Regions from separate parts of the Rattus norvegicus genome. Here region 1 is linked to region 2. The links are chromatin contacts, called in public Hi-C maps. All regions are on one chromosome and are shown on one strand. The core of a region is the stretch at or near the end of the contact, and the rest is flanking DNA. Distances in the headings are between cores, read along the strand shown.

What was found. Hi-C and Micro-C count contacts between places; a contact is called where the count stands out from the background.
Region 1: a Hi-C map of liver shows a contact between it and region 2, with 7 times the contacts expected there. The contact joins the promoter of Lrrc30 here to the promoter of Ptprm in region 2. A contact is called at or near these places in 3 of 12 Hi-C or Micro-C datasets (hepatocytes, liver and psoas muscle).

What each region holds. Positions count from the first base shown.
Region 1 is chr9:115,071,070-115,074,495 of GRCr8, reverse strand. Lrrc30 (leucine rich repeat containing 30) reads left to right here and starts at 1,565. Exons shown (of 1, transcript NM_001399306.1): 1 at 1,565-3,233. The coding sequence starts at 1,628. The coding sequence ends at 2,530.
Region 2 is chr9:114,788,666-114,792,148 of GRCr8, reverse strand. It overlaps Ptprm (protein tyrosine phosphatase, receptor type, M), which reads left to right and starts at 1,672. Exons shown (of 33, transcript NM_001168632.1): 1 at 1,672-1,788. The coding sequence starts at 1,716.

The DNA.
Region 1 (3,426 bases), core at 316-2,815, 280 kb before region 2:
TTTTCCACTTGTGCAAAGTGTCCATCTCTACCCAAGCACATTCGTTTGCAGTGCTGCCAGAACAGGCATTGGACGGCATAGCTCAACCTCAGATGTTTGCTTTGCTCACAGATCTGAGGACAGAATTCACTGAGGTCAGGTGATCCTCCTGGGAGTCCTCTTCTGAGCTTATGGAAATCTGTCTTCTCCTCACTGGGTCCTCATGTGCCTATGTCACTAAATACATTCTGAAAAGTCAGGGTTTCGATTCTGTGAACTTTGCGAGGTACACTTCGGCAACTTATAGGAGCAGCCATGAACCCTGCACACTTAGGGTAGAATTAGCCTTCAGAGAGAGAGAGAGAGAGAGAGAGAGAGAGAGAGAGAGAGTATCAGAGAGACAGAGATAATGAGACAGACACACAGAGAGGTAGACAGAGACAGACAGACACACAGAGAGACAGAGAGACAGAAAAAGACAGAGACAGTAAGAGAGACACAGAGAGAGCCAGACTGAGAGAGAAACAGAGAGATAAAAACAGACTCAGAGAGACAGAGACAATGAGACAGACACACAGAGAGACAGAGACAGACATAGACAGACAGAGACAGAGAAAATCAGAGGCAGAGAGGCAGAGACATACAGAGACAGAGACAGAGAGACAGAGAAAATAAAAGATAGAGACATACAGAGACAGACAGAGACAGAAAGACAGAGAAAATCAGAGACAGAGACTGAGACAGAGAGAAAATCAGAGACAGAGATAGTAAGAGAGACACACAGAAAGGCAGAGAGACAGAAATGGTAGGTAACCAGGGAATGGAACCACCCCTGAAGAATAATGAGTGTCCTGCACTTGAAGTGTCGCTCTGTCATTTCACAGAGGGACCAGAGCTCCTGTAGTTACAGCAGCAGTGAGGGAAACTGACCCTCCTCACTAAGTCACCCTGGCAGGCACAGTGAGAACCTCTGCCTGGGGCAGGGCCAAGTGTCCGGGCAGCTTTTGCTATTTTTTCACCAGCACAGTTCATTGACACTTGCAGTGGGCACAGTGACAACATCCGATGAGCCCTGGCTCTGGAAACCTAACTCCACCTATAGTGCCCAGGCAAGCTGCAATAGTTGCTCTCTCTGGGATCAGTTCCCTCAGCCAGGGATCGCTGTTGGTGCAGTCAGCTGTATTTTCTACTTTGTTTCTTTTTCTAGCCGCATTTGTTAATCACCCTGCTCAACTGCGATACCAAAGAAGAGCCGAGAGAGCAGTTATATGAAACCTCTCCTGTAACCTGTGAGCACATACCAGGTCAGTAATACTCCAGCAGAATGACAGTGACAGCTGTCTTGTGGTGCACAGAGGGAAGTGAGCAGTTCTGTTTGGAAGCCTCAGGGACAAGGCTACTATTACAGCCTGTCCACTCAGAGAGAAACCACATCAGCACACCCCCAGGACCAGGCACAGCTCTCGGGCAGCCACGCAGGTTTCTGACTTGGTCATCTGCAAGGCCTGGTAAGACAAACTCCATCCATGCTAGGATCCCCTGGCCATATTCTGTCTTCGCCTCCGCACTGCCACTGCCCGCCACAGTCTGACCTTTGGGAGATCAGGCAGGACAAACATCTAACCTTGAAGGAGGAAAGGAAGATCCGATGGGGGTCAAACAGTCCAGGGCCAGCTCCGATGACAAGGACCCCAAGAGATTTCTGGTGGGGAAGAGGCAGAAGTTCTCCTCGTGGGACGATACCCTGCTCTTGGGGAAGGACCCACGGTCCCTGCTGAAGCGCGGCATGCGTCATGTCAGCTTTAGCCTAGTCACGAAAGGGATGACAGACATCCCAGATTTTCTGTGGGGCTTGCTGGAAGTCCAGAAACTCAATCTGTCCCACAACCAGCTCCGAGTGCTACCCCCTGAGGTGGGCAGGCTGACCCGGATCGTGGTCCTAAACTTGTGTGGGAATTGCCTCAAGAGTCTCCCCAAAGAAGTCAGTCTCCTCCAGAGCCTCAAGGTCCTCTTCCTCAACATGAACTGCCTGGCGGAGGTGCCGGCCGAGCTCAGCCTTTGCAGGAACCTGGAAGTGCTGAGCATGTCCCACAACTGCCTGTCCCAGCTCCCGGCCAGCTTTGCGGACCTCGCCAGACTCCGGAAGTTGAACCTCAGCAACAACTACTTCGCTCACATCCCCCTCTGCGTGTTCTCTCTGAAGGAACTGGACTTCTTGCACGTGGGCTCCAACCGCCTGGAAAACATCGCGGAGAGCATCCAGTGCCTGGCTAGCTTGCAGATCTTCATCGCAGAGAGCAACAACATCCACTCCTTCCCCAGGTCGCTCTGCCTAGTCACCAGCCTAGAGCTGCTGAACCTGAACAATAACGACATCCAGACCCTCCCAGATGAACTCTACCTGCTGTGCAGACTGGGGAGGATTGCGTGGAATCCCATGGACAAGGGGCTGCACATTTCCCATAATCCTTTATCCAAGCCCCTGCCGGAGCTGGTGGAGGGCGGCCTGGAGATGCTTTACAGCTACCTGAAGGACAAAAAGCACAACTGAGGCGGATGTCAGACACATGGACAAGGGTCAGCTCATGCAGCTTCTGTTAGCTGGGGTCCGTCTCTAGTTTAAACCTTCTAATGTAGTGTCTGTCAGCGCTGGGCTCCCATGTGATAAGCTGCTGTACAGCATTGGCCCAGGTGAGACATTTGCTTTTAACCTTATCCGTCCTTAGTATCCTGGTATCCCTGACCAAGAAAATACGTTCATCTCACCCAAAGCCTGACTTGAAGCAGGCTTTTGGGTTTTACCAAAAGGAACAAACTACTCAAATGGCAAGACTTAGCTCTTGGTAGTATGAGTGATAAGTCAAACTTGATGTAATTCCAAGATCAAATATATACTTCTATGTCCCGTGTGCCAAGTGTGGTGGAAAGGGTGGAAACTGTCTACTTTCTGGGTATTTTATACTCCAACTGGTAACTGGTAACCAGTAACTGGCAGTGAGGTGGCAACAGCAAGACAGGTTCCTGTGTCAGCCCCAAGCAAGCTTCCTTCAAGGTGAGAGGGTAAAGAGGAGCAGGCTCAGTGCTGTCTGGGACCAAAACAGGCAAAGCTGTCCCTTTGGGTTTTGGGGAAATGATCATAGGAACTATTCCTTTATGATGCCTACAGGATCTGTATCGGGCTATTTATGGTTGTGTGTGCTGGTTTCAACCAGATGGCATCATGACTTTCAGGGAATAAACAAGATGGTCTCAGTGTGGAGCCTCAGTCTTCTTTCCAGTCCCTTCCCCAACAGTTGCCCCTTTCTGCTTTCGCTATTCCCTCAAAGACAAGGTAAGCCATGGGGAGAACAGCCAAGAGGTGGGAAGGAAGACAGGATAAGGACAAGGCATGTACACAAAGTAATTACCCTTCAACGTTTTGGGAAAGGTGGCTATTCGCCACTTAAG
Region 2 (3,483 bases), core at 423-2,922:
GCATGAGACTTCAAAAATTCCCTTCCAAGCTCACTAGAATTCTGATTAATGCTAGTGGCCTCATAGGATGATGGTAAGTAAATGGTTAACACGGAGACTTGAAGGCCTCATGGGATCCTCCTGGGAATGCCTGAAGAACACGCTGGTTATGTGTTTGGTGTGGCAGACACAGAAGTACCGGGCCACATATGTCTTGAGAAATGATCACAAAAGCCATCTTTGGCTGGTTCTGGGGCCACCGGAAAGCCTTCAACCACCGGAGTGAGAGAGTCCTTTATTTCTTTGGTCTTGAAAGCACCAAAAAAGCAGCCAAGGACTGTGCAAAGGTCCTACAGGAGAGGCAATGTGAGATCTCCAGGCTCCGCGCTGTGGAGCTCTAACCTACTTACATACATCAGAACACAAATTGGGATCTTAGTTTAACCAGCGTGGCCCGCAGTTCGCTTGGTAAATAGCCTACAGGTGCCCTAATGGCGGGACTCAGCAAGATGATGAACAGCTTTTTTAAAAAATTAAAATTAAAAATTTGAATTTTTACTTTCAATTTAATCATTGATAGCGTTTTTGTTCACTTAATAAAATAGTCATCTCGGACCCCAAATGGCGAATTAAAATGTTTCAAGACACCGATTCACTCTCCATTTGCACCAGCTGCAGAAATCGCCGGTTCTGCTCAATCCCTGGTTCCATGCGACTGCTGCCTTCCGAGCTCCGGGCTCCACTGGTGGCGACACCACACAGTGGAGCAGCAGAAGCGCGTCCTGCTCTCCGGGCTCTGGGCTCGGGCACAGAGGCATGCATGCCCCTTGCAAGCTGCAGAACGAGCGGCCCTGGGCGCTGAAGGCTCTGGCTGCTTCCTGGCTCACGAGCCAGCTGCTGCCACCACCACCGCCACCGCCGGAGACACTGCCGCCCCGTGCCTGGCGCGCTCCAACTCCTCACCGCCCGTGACCCGGGACAAACTTCTGGCTGGGGCGCGGTCCCTGTCCCCGAAGCCAGCGTGGGAAACCCGAGGCGCTGCCGGGGCGAGCTAGGGTCGAGGGTGGCGCCCCGGACCGTTGCTCCTGCCCGCCCAGTCCCGCCCGCATCTTGGCGGTGGCCGCCCCACGGAGCCCGCAGGCGCCGCGCAGGCCGAGCTGGCCCCGGGCCGGGGACACGGGCGCTCGCGCCCTCTAGCGGGCCGCGGCGGCTCCGGCCCGGCCGTGACGTGGGCTCCTTCCAGCCGGCCTGCGGGGCATCGCCAGTCAGTCGCGGAGCAGGAGCCCCGCGCGCAGCCGGCGCGGGCTCGGCCTTCGGCGCGCCGCTGCCCGAGGTGGCTGGGGCTGCGGGAGAGGCGGCGGGCTGCAAGCGCGCGATCACAGCCACGGACCCGGCGCCACGGGCGGCTCGGTCCGGATCAGGGGCAGCGCTTAGGCGGGCTGAGCACCGGATCCCAGCGAGGATTTGGACTCCCCGGGCGCGCCCTCCGCTCCCTCTCCCGGCGGCGCCAGACTCTAAGCGGGGGCCAGAGGGAGGGCAAGAGGATCCAGGACGCCGTCCCCACGTCCCGGAGCCCCGGGACTTCGGACTTGTGCAACTGTTGCCACTTTGGGGTCTGGTGTTTCGCTGCTGTCGTATCTACCCTGGAAGCCTGCAGCTTAGGCTCGCGTCCCCCTTGGCTTCCCGAGGCTACCGGCCGCCGCCGCCCCGAGGCGGCCCGGCGCGCACTCGGCACCATGAGGACACTTGGGACTTGCCTGGTGACTTTAGCTGGACTTTTGCTAACTGCGGCCGGGGAGACATTTTCAGGTAAGCGGGACGCCACTATCGTTCCCGGGGCGCCTGAAACGTAGGCGACCCCCGGGTCAGAGAGTCCGAGGCGAGCTTCGGGGCGGGCAGGGTTAGGCAGGACCCGACCCGGCATCGCGTAGCGGGTGAGCGGGGCTGGCGGATGGCCGGAGGGAAAGAGCCGCCGAGCCCCGGCGCCCGCACAGCGCACGCAGGAGCCCGCAGGACAAGCACGGGCACAGGCATAGGCACCTCCATCTCGGCCCCATGTCTCCATAGGGCCTGGACTTGTACATGGGGCTCTGTGTTCCTGGGCGGCCTGGGCAGAAAAGGCAGAAAACTTTGCCTGAAGTTCCCCGCTCTAGCCGCCGGGAGTAGGCGCTGCGCGGGCCTCTCGACCCCGGTGGCGGCCGGGGTGGGCTGCCAGTGCTCAGTTGTGCCCGCAGCGACCTCCAAACCTAGTGGTGTAGCCCGCGACCTCCCCAAACTTGACCTCCTTGCCTCCCCCTGCCCGGCGCGGTGGGCGACCTCAGCGGGTCCCCACGGGTGCAGGGCTTCCCTGTGCCAGCGGTCTCTTTCTGCACCGCGGGAGGTCTCCAAGACCCTAGAGGAATCTGCCTCTCCCCAAGCCCTGGCCACTGTGGCTGGGAGCCCAGAACCCACCCTCGGCCTCCCTAATGGTGTGCAGCGGGGGTTGTGATAACTTGCTAACCCAGCCGGGCTGCGCTGGGATCCCAGCTGAAAGGAGTGGAGCGGACTGGCTGTGTGCACCAAGCCAACCCGAGGCTATGCTCAGTCAGGCTTCGCGAGCCTTGAGGAGCTCTTGGTGGAGACAGAGGGATGTGGACTTGAGTCAGGGTCAGGCGCAAGACCTAAGGTGGCACAGAGTGCCAGGGCTTCTAGGATCTTCTGTCCCAGGAGGACGCACGTGGATGCTTGGCAAACGCTGACAACATGCGCACACTTCCTCGTGTTTGTTAATTTCATGAATGTCCACACGCGATGGTGGCAGTGGAGTTTTACCTTTCTCTTTTAATAAAAAGGCCGCGTTTAACCTTGAACAAGAATTGCAAAGTGGGGTTTTATGTGTTTTCGGGAAGGCTGAATAAATTGGGTTTTTAAAAAAAATTGGTGAAGGGAACTTTCATTAAAGTAAGGAGTGCCGTTTGCAAATATTAAAGGCACATAGACCTCTGGCCAGAGAAAGCATCAGGTTTGACTTTCTGGGCATCGTGGGATGCTGGTCCTTTGAATTCATAGGCACAGAAGGTTCTATCAGGCTTGGTGCTGAGCAGCAAGACCCTTGAGCATAGCTGGTGGCAGAGAAGGAGGAGAGCGGGTACTCAGCTGTACAGTGCCTTGAAAGAAACCCAAACGGCCGCCAACTTCCATAGAGAACCGCGCTTCCTCTAGTTTAGTATCTCCCTGACAGTGTGGAAATCGCGCTGCTGAAGAGGCTTTGAGGCAGGCACAGCTGTGTGATATAAAGTGGATACAGATTTTGGCTGTGTTCTTATTAGTGAGTAATAAAGGAACGTGTTCAGTTTGGGAGCCTCGTAACTCGGGATGAAAAGCTAAGTTTGAAGAAGGCCTTGGTGATGTTTTCTCATTATTAACATGCCTAAGTCTCTTAGATAGGATTTGTTTAAATTTAAGCTGTGTCGAGTATCATTGTGACGAAGTTTTAAATTGTGTCTAAGGAGGTGGCTGAAAGTA